Linked DNA regions of Sparus aurata: region 1 is linked to region 2. The links are chromatin contacts, called in public Hi-C maps. All regions are on one chromosome and are shown on one strand. Each heading gives the region's core, a stretch centred on a gene start, on an enhancer-like site or on the middle of the called end of the contact. The rest is flanking DNA. Distances are from core to core; before and after follow the strand shown. Region 1 holds the start of asb6 (ankyrin repeat and SOCS box containing 6). Region 2 holds the start of slc15a4 (solute carrier family 15 member 4).

The links. Hi-C and Micro-C count contacts between places; a contact is called where the count stands out from the background.
Region 1: a contact with region 2 is called in a Hi-C map of skeletal muscle, with 2.5 times the contacts expected there. The contact joins the promoter of asb6 here to the promoter of slc15a4 in region 2. A contact is called at or near these places in 2 of 2 Hi-C or Micro-C datasets (skeletal muscle and an unstated tissue).

What each region holds. Positions count from the first base shown.
Region 1 is chr5:7,619,379-7,623,809 of fSpaAur1.1, reverse strand. asb6 (ankyrin repeat and SOCS box containing 6) reads right to left here and starts at 2,022. Exons shown (of 7, transcript XM_030418314.1): 1 at 1,940-2,022; 2 at 1,333-1,482; 3 at 1,007-1,152. The coding sequence starts at 1,442.
Region 2 is chr5:7,377,858-7,381,936 of fSpaAur1.1, reverse strand. slc15a4 (solute carrier family 15 member 4) reads right to left here and starts at 1,370. Exons shown (of 9, transcript XM_030416534.1): 1 at 1,196-1,370; 2 at 406-1,027. The coding sequence starts at 978. It overlaps glt1d1 (glycosyltransferase 1 domain containing 1), which reads left to right and starts at 1,411. Exons shown (of 12, transcript XM_030416537.1): 1 at 1,411-2,019; 2 at 2,610-2,761; 3 at 2,919-3,024. The coding sequence starts at 1,952.

The sequences.
Region 1 (4,431 bases), core at 773-3,272, 240 kb before region 2:
GGCCACATCCGGCCCACGAGTGGTAGTCGGTACTCACGGGCTGGACCGCAGCCATCATTTTGATCTCAACTACACCTGTAAAGTTTTAGGACTGCATCATGCAGAGTTGGGACACTATTGCACTGACAAAATCTGATTCTGATTCAGACAAACCTTCACATTCTGATGTACCATGTACATCTTTTTTATGAAAAGTATATTTCCCTAAAAAACTATTGTTTGTTTTTATTTTATTTTTATATTCTCGGTAATGTGCCACGTGCTATTGGCCCTGGGGCTGTACAACTGGAGATGATGAAACAGAAACAAGTCCCAGATGTAGAGGGAGTGCGACTAATGTTTACGCTTTACAGAAAACCAAATTATACTAATGAATGTTTCTGCTATTTATGCTCACATGACGTAGTTCAACTTTATTTTCTTGGCCAAACCAAACAATAAATTAACATTAAGGCTAACGTATTGTTCAGTGATTGTGCTGCACTCAATTTACAGAGGTGACAGAATTCACGGGGATCACTCAAATATGCATAAAACTGAGTGTACAAAGAAGCCTGAGTATACTTTTTCTCATCTCCAGTTGGTGTTCTTCTTTTAATTTTCGGCAGACAAGAAGGGCCTTCGTCTTCTTTTTTCTGGTCGACTAGACACGGTTAAGTGCATTTGCCAAAAAATACACTTTTGATCTTTACAAAATGGGAATGATGCATGTGTTTATTTGCATATAGAACGGGGAAGAGGGATCCAATCACCACTGGAGACACATGTGGAGACGCATGTTTATGCCAGATGGGAACAGATGCACTTAGAGGTGTCCGCTTGTGATCGGATCACTCAGAACAGATGATGATACCAGGTGGGAACAGGGCCTCAGTGTAACAGAAATGCTGATTGAGCGCATCATCCAGAATAGCTCATATAAGTAGACTGGCTTCTCCGGCTGACAGCTCCTTTTTCCATGTGCTTGTACAATGTATTTAAAGCATCCTCACACATCATTTCTCACCTTCAAAGTTTAGATCAGCCCCAAAGCGTAGAAGGATTTCAGCAGCGTACGCCAGCCCCTGCTCGGCCACCTTAAACAGAGCATAGCTGATGCCTTCCACAAACACCTCAGACTGGGACTCCCGCTCCAGAAGCTCCACCAGAGAGCTGCACAGAGCAGACTTGTGTAAATGTATGAAACGCCACCAGTGTTTCCATCAAATTGCATTTAGCACTGGCTGCGGTTATGACACAGTGGCTTCAGTGTAAATATCTACAACAGACAATTAAACAACAGAGCAACACCTTCCAGCTGACTGTCGAATAAAACTGTGGCTTCAGTATCACCTGCGATTGTGTCCACCATCTACTTCCTCCAGTCCGACCACACTCATGACAGCGTCCACCAGCGGCTGATACTCATAAATGATCCTACGAAACCCGTGGAGGAAAGGCATGGCTCCTGCGCGCTTTACCACACGAATCTTCAACCAGTAACTAAAAGACGAAACGAAACAAAAAAAACTTAAGTTAAGGACAGAGGGCGTGTCAATGTGAGAGTGGGTGCAGGTCACGTCAGATCAACTTGTCTGACGTTATCTCTCGAATTCAGCTGACAAATGTCTTTTGGAAATGGGCGGCACTTGACGCTGACTTGCTAACGTACGCGCTTCAAAGAAAATGATATCACACTAATGAGTTCATCTGTTTTTCTGCTACAAAGGCATAGTTCAACTTTATTTTTACCGGCAGCTATTTAACGTTACATCTGGCTAGCTAACTTGGGAAAGCTGCATTCATGATTTGAGAGAAAAGTTTTATTGTTAGCTAAAAGGCGAATGTTAACATCAAACTCAGCTCGAGCATTGCTAGCTCTACGTATCGCTATACACTTGGTAAATTATGAATGTAAGGTTTTCTAGATAATAAACAAGCCAAGTTAATAGAAACTCACTCTGACAGTCACGCCAGTCGTTTACCTTCAAAAGAGGAAAGCTCAACCACGCCCATATCAGTCCGACGCTGTTTTTAGTCCCCTTTAAAACGCAAGGGTAACGAAGGTTCCACTTCCACTTTGTCCTGTACGGAAGCTACAGCGACAGGATTGATGTTCTTACCTTTGAAACTATAGTTTAGTATTAACCAGTGTTGTAAAAATAAAAAATAAAATAAATACTCAAACCTCATACTTGCGTAAAAGTAAATATATGGTTTTAAAATATTACTTTTGGATTTACTAGTATGTGAGTAAAGTCCACAAGTATCTGGTAAATGTAGGTTACTTAAGTATTAAAAGTCGTTTTTGGCAATAAATGTACTTAAATATCAGAAGTACAAATAAAAATAAATCACACATAAGCTATATTTAAATGTGTGTATATTCTGTATGGTATGGGTCAACAGATTATCGTATCCAATGACTACATAAATGTAGCCTAGTACTACTAAGTCATTGTAGTGAGGTATTCTTCTACTTGACTTGAGTTTTTCTCTTCTGTTTCTACTACTCTGCTGTATAATTCCACTCCATGATATTTTTAAGACAAATATTGCACTTTTACTGTTCTACATTAATGTAATAACTTTAGTAGCAGGTTACTTTGCTTACATATATGCAGGTTACATAATGCATCAGAGCCGGAGAACTGCTTTTTTGAATTAATTTATATCATCATATATTTTGGTTACTTTATACAACGTATCTGATTTCGTCTTTGTTCTGAATTCCAATAAATTAATAAAATAATGCACTACTTTTATTCTGATACAGTATGCAATATGAAAAGTAAGTAAGTTATCAAATAAATGAATAAAATGTACAATATCTGCTTCGAAAATGTAGAAGGGTGGAAAAAATAAGTTAGCAGAAAATGTTAAGTACAAGTAGGCCTAACTCAAAACTTTAGTACAGAAATTGAGTGAACGTACTTGCTTACATTCCATCGCTGTTATTAACACCAGGTTGTCTGAAGTTGCAAGGGAAGGGAAAAGTGTAAGAATTAGGCTACTCAGCTGTTGTACTTATACATAACTCACAGTAAGAGAAACATTTACTAAGTGTGTGTCCTAATATGATGCCCGCCTATGGGGCATACATCAAAATGACACATGAAAAATTCAACAGGGTCTGGCAGATAGTGCAAGATGTTCGACCGGAGGCATACTGTCAGCTACACCGTTAGAATTTTGATATAATCTTGGATAAATGTGAACATATGTCAGACTCAATGAGTGTCCCCTGTTAGTAAGTAAGCAATAAGCATGTTTGATCATTATACAACATAATGTGTTAAATGGGTGCAGATGTCAAATTTCACAGACCATAATTCACATATACCTGCATGTTCTGAAATGTATTTAACAAACCATAATAACATGTATCATTATGTCCCTGTCTTTCAGAGATCAAGCCACTGATTAACACTGTTGTTACAGAACACATATGTGACCACCAGAAACAGTTATAAAAATGTCTTTCATCCGTATTGCACATAAGTTTCAGACAGCAGCTTTAAGATTTTTATTTATTTATTTTTTTTGACAACTGTTATGCTGACAGCATCTGGTTGCCAACAGTCGCCTTTGTCTTGTTTAGTAAAGCAACCCCTGCCGTGCCTGTGTTTGGTGACAGATGGCTCGCTTTGAGAACCGCCGAGGAGTGCTCTCGTACAAAAGATGTCATTTTGAACACATCTGTGTGTCTGATTTTGAGCACGGTATATGTTAATGACAGTGTATTTTAACACCACGCACATTGTTGCTGACTGCATCATGTTTTGGAAAAGAGTGCAAATGTCTTGCTGTGAAAGGCACATTATTTAAACTGACACATCCTTTTAAAAGTGTTAGACCAACACTTAAAGAAATGAAATTATTTTCGATTGAGCAGTGAATCAAATGAATACAAGGATGATGTTTGGTTTGCGCTTCAACATAAATGCTGCCAAAGTGGATTTTTTTAAAATTGACTTTAACAAAGGGATATTCAGTAACAAGAAAAGCAGAATATGAAGTTTCTGTTTGCTTCTGTTTGCAGCTGTTTTAGCGATAACAATTACATTTACACAACATTATACTTATTTCTAGGTTCATAATTGTATTTTGTGCTACTACTAAAATAGGTTTAAATGCTTTATTGCTCAAAAAACACATCAGCTTTGTCATGCTGTCCAGTGGTGTAGCATTGTATTCCCCCTCTGTCTGAAGTGCTCTGTTGCATCTCCTGTCTCTTTAAGGCCACCCTCCTGAATACACAGTCTGCTCTGATTGGTCAGCTCACACATGCCTGACCCATCACCGCTAACAACAACAGACCAGCTGCGCTAAATCAATTCTTAAGCTAGTTGCCAGGTATTTTTAACTTTCAAGATTTTTGACATGCACAAGAAATGACATAAACACTGAAGAAGCAAGAAAATGAAAAAGCACAATAGGTCTCCTTTAAGT
Region 2 (4,079 bases), core at 121-2,620:
GGGTTAGATTATTTTGAAAAACAATGACATTGATTAACTTTTCTACTTTTGAGACTGCTTCTTGTAGATAAGTGACCAGTGTTTTCTTGTTAGTAGGACGTACCATTTCAGGCATCGTTTTTGGTTGTTTGTGTGTGTACATTAGTTTAACTGAGAGAAAGACAGAGGATTTCTCAGTGGCAACTTTGCAATGGAAATTCTTAAAAGGGGCCATGGCGATCAAGGGAATGCATGTCTAAATAAACTGTCACGGTGCAATAGAAATCCCATCACATGTCTCACATGATGTCACACTGCACACCCAATCTCAGAGATCAGCCTGGTTCTATAACAAACTCCATTTCACCTCCTCTCTGCATTCTTTAGTTCACACTTGGTGATATGAAAGTGCTGGCCATACTTTACCTGATCTGCCCCAAAGGGAGTGATGTTGGACTTCACAGTACCCACACCTAATGCAATCAAAAAAAGTCCTGTGTAGACTACTGGGCCACAATATGGGGCTCGTATAGGGCAGGTCACATTGCTTGCACTGGTACTGTTCTGACACTCAGCAGGTTGCACAGGAAACGCCATCTCTTCTCCACATAGGTTTATCCTGGTTTCATCGTTTGAAATGAAAGGGAAAAACAGCATGCCGATAAAATACAGGATCAAACTTGCGGCTATTGTCCAGAATTTCCCAAGGTAAGCATCTGCCAACCAGCCTCCAAATGGTGAAATCAGATAAGTAACTCCCATGAACATCAGAGGTGCCTGGCTCGCCTGAGTACCCTCCCAATAAAAGGGGCTACCATTGAGGAAAAGAACAAGATTGGATGTGATGCCGTAGAATGCAATCCTTTCTAATGATTCAGCCAGCAGGATGGCTGCACATGCCAGTCTCCTTCCCTGGAAAACGGATGGTGGTGAAGGTCTTTGGCCAGAATCTGAGTCCAAAAGAGGGGTGCTCTCATTGGCATCCCTGTTGTTAGCCATTCCCAACTTCCAGTGACTTAAGTTCTTCTTGTATAGTAAGAGTTCAAACCTATAAATAAAATACAGAGGAGGTTAAACAAGTTAGCTCATACAGAGAGAACAGCTAGCTGTGCCTAACTAACCCTTCCTTATCATATGCAACACAGCCACTAAAAAGACCTAAAGTAAGCTAGCTTCAGCATAACGCTAGCATGGTAAGAGTTTGGTTTGACATTACCTTTAATTATTGAAGCACGCCCCAGTGGTGTTCAGTTATCTCCATTAACACAGCGCTTAAATGTTTACTTTGTCTCGGCTTAAGTCAATACTTCGTCAAAGGAGAACTGGAAGTCAACAGAAAACAGTGTGTCACAGTACTGTCGCGTGACACACCGCTCAGTCACCAAGCCGTCACAAGTTGCGTAGCTGTGGAGACGATCTGTAGGTGAACCGGACCGGACGTGTCCACTGAAGCAACGCGATCAGCCTTATCCGTGTGATTTGGAAGTTACTTCCGTTTGTGCAAACCTTGTTACACCGAGAAAGGGAAGTCGTTGCGTGGTTGTTTTTTCTTTTCTTTTTTTTTGGTAACCGCTGATTCTAGTGCTGTCAGTCGTGTCACGATCTGGCTTGGGGTTTTGTGTTGTGTTGTCTCGGTCCAAAAATTAAACTACATACTGAAACGGGTCAACAGAGCCTGTACAGTATGTGCTACCGTCATGTGTTTCCGGGGGATCAAATAGGAGACGGACTTGTAAACATGTCAAGCGTGGGTACGTTGCCCATAGCGTTGCCAGCTAATGAGCTAGCCGTATGGTGCTCACATCTAGCTCTGGGTGTAATCATGAGTTTCAGGAAATGTGATAGGTGTTGAGGATAGCGAGCCTACTCAAACGGCACACAGAGCCACAGCTTGCTGCATTATCCCCTCTGCTTTTGTTGTTTTAATGTGTACATTCTAACAGGTTAGCCCGCAAGAGCCTGTACTAAAGAAATGAAATTACTCTTTCTTGCCTGTCTTAGTCCCCAAACTGGGAACCACACTACAGCTGAGAGGATAAGGTAACTGAAACTGTCGTTAAGTGTAGCTAGCTACAACAGCTGTTGCTAACGGTAGTCATTAGCAGTAGAATAAGTAGTTCAAATGCTAATAACCTTTGTGAACATAACATTGTGAAAGTAGGCAACTCTCAAGTAAAAGTACTGCATTAAAAATAGTATTATCCCCAACATGTACTTGAGGTATGACAGCAACAGTACCCATTGTGCACCATAAGGTTACCTGTCAATGTGTTACCATTATATCTGAAGGCTTTGGATTCTCGTTATTAGTATAGCACTCGAGTACATGTACTTAATTATTTATTTTACATTCTATCAATGAACATGATTTCTACAGTGACGCTATGTGAGGCAGTAGCACTGTAGTTAACTACTAAACATGGCTACATGAAAATAAAGTTCCTGTGAACTCTCTACTGTACGTTGGCTTTAAATCAGCTGTAACATGATTGAGGGAGGTGATGCTCAATAACCAGTGAAACACTTGATTAATAAAACCAAATAATTTTGAGACATAGTTCAATTTATCTTGCTGTTACCATCATGTCTTCCCTCCAGCCAATCATAGTTGTATATTTGTTTTATTGTAGGTCCCACATTGAATCAGCAGGACACACTTGTGAGCTCAGAGATGCTGCAGAGTTTCAGTCCCCTGCTGAGGTGGCAGGTCTTGTATCTCGAAATCCTCCATTTGAGGGTGCGCTGGCTATTCATCTGTTCAGAGCAGGCAGGCTTCTTTTAGGTAAACATCCACGCTGTTACATGATCTGTTTACTTGTCTCCATACCTTCATTCCATTGTGTTTATCAGAATAATAGTTAACATATAAGTACACTTAGATCCGTCTCACAGGAGCAAATGTCAACACTATTCTGTTTTGTGCCTAACCTTTACACCAGGCGTCCAAGTACCCTTCGGCATTATCTTTGGTGGAACAGACATAAATGAAGATGTGAAAGTTGAGCAGAAGCGTGTGGTTATGGAGCAGGTGCTGCTGAAAGCCAGGTGATGTTGTTGAAAAACTAACCCGTTAACCCACTGTTTTCCAAATAGCTCCAAACTGAGTACACAATGTTTACTCCTTGACTTAGCACATCACACAGACTGTACACCTTTTCTAAGCACATTTTTTTGTGAGGGAAAGGGTTCTTTATCACTGCCATTATTTATGTGTTTTGACCAAATGAACTAAGGTTAATATTTTGTTCAGATTCAGGAAACAAGATGAAATAGTCTAGTATGCAACCACTCAAGCCATTACAAACTGCAGCTTGTAATGGCTTAAAGATAGAAAAGATACAAAACATAGAAGTCAACACACTACAAATATCTATTAAAAATAGAACATAGCATCATCCATGTCCTTTACTGGACACTCCCCTCACTCCTCTGTCAGTCTTTGACAATGATTCCTGAAGTCCAATGACCACATAAATAACCAACATGATTGGTTGTCTTCTCTGTGTTTTGCTTTACTATTTACTTTTTTGTGTTGTCACACCTACCTTATCTAAATGTTGTTTTTAATTTGATTCATGATAACCCTGGTGAAGGCCCAAGCTGAAATACTGCAGTCTAGTAATACAATTTACAATAATACAAGTGTTGCTGGAGCTTTTGACCTCACAAGGTTATCTGCCATGAGAGAGATCTGTTGAAGTTCTGGTCTGTGAGCATGTATCACAGCATGTTTTACTCACTTCCTTTTATAGAGGTTTTCTGCAGACGTTACCACCCTGAAGTGCAAACAGGAAGTAACTGTGGCCATTTACACCTGTCAATTCAAATTTTTTCAGATAAAAAAAATTAAAGTACATAAGACAACCTCTGATTTGCACTGGGATTTTCAGTTCAGGACATACTAACATATCTCATGTAGCTTTGCAAGCTCAAATCATACCTGCTGTAACATTTGTGACGAATGTAAACAAATGGGATATTGCCATAAATGAATGCAGATTTTGCCTTAAACGTAGTAATCGCATTTGTTCTAGTATTGTTGTAGATAGAAGGATTACATCACAATTCTAAATTTTAATTTGTTGCAAAGCATTTGTATC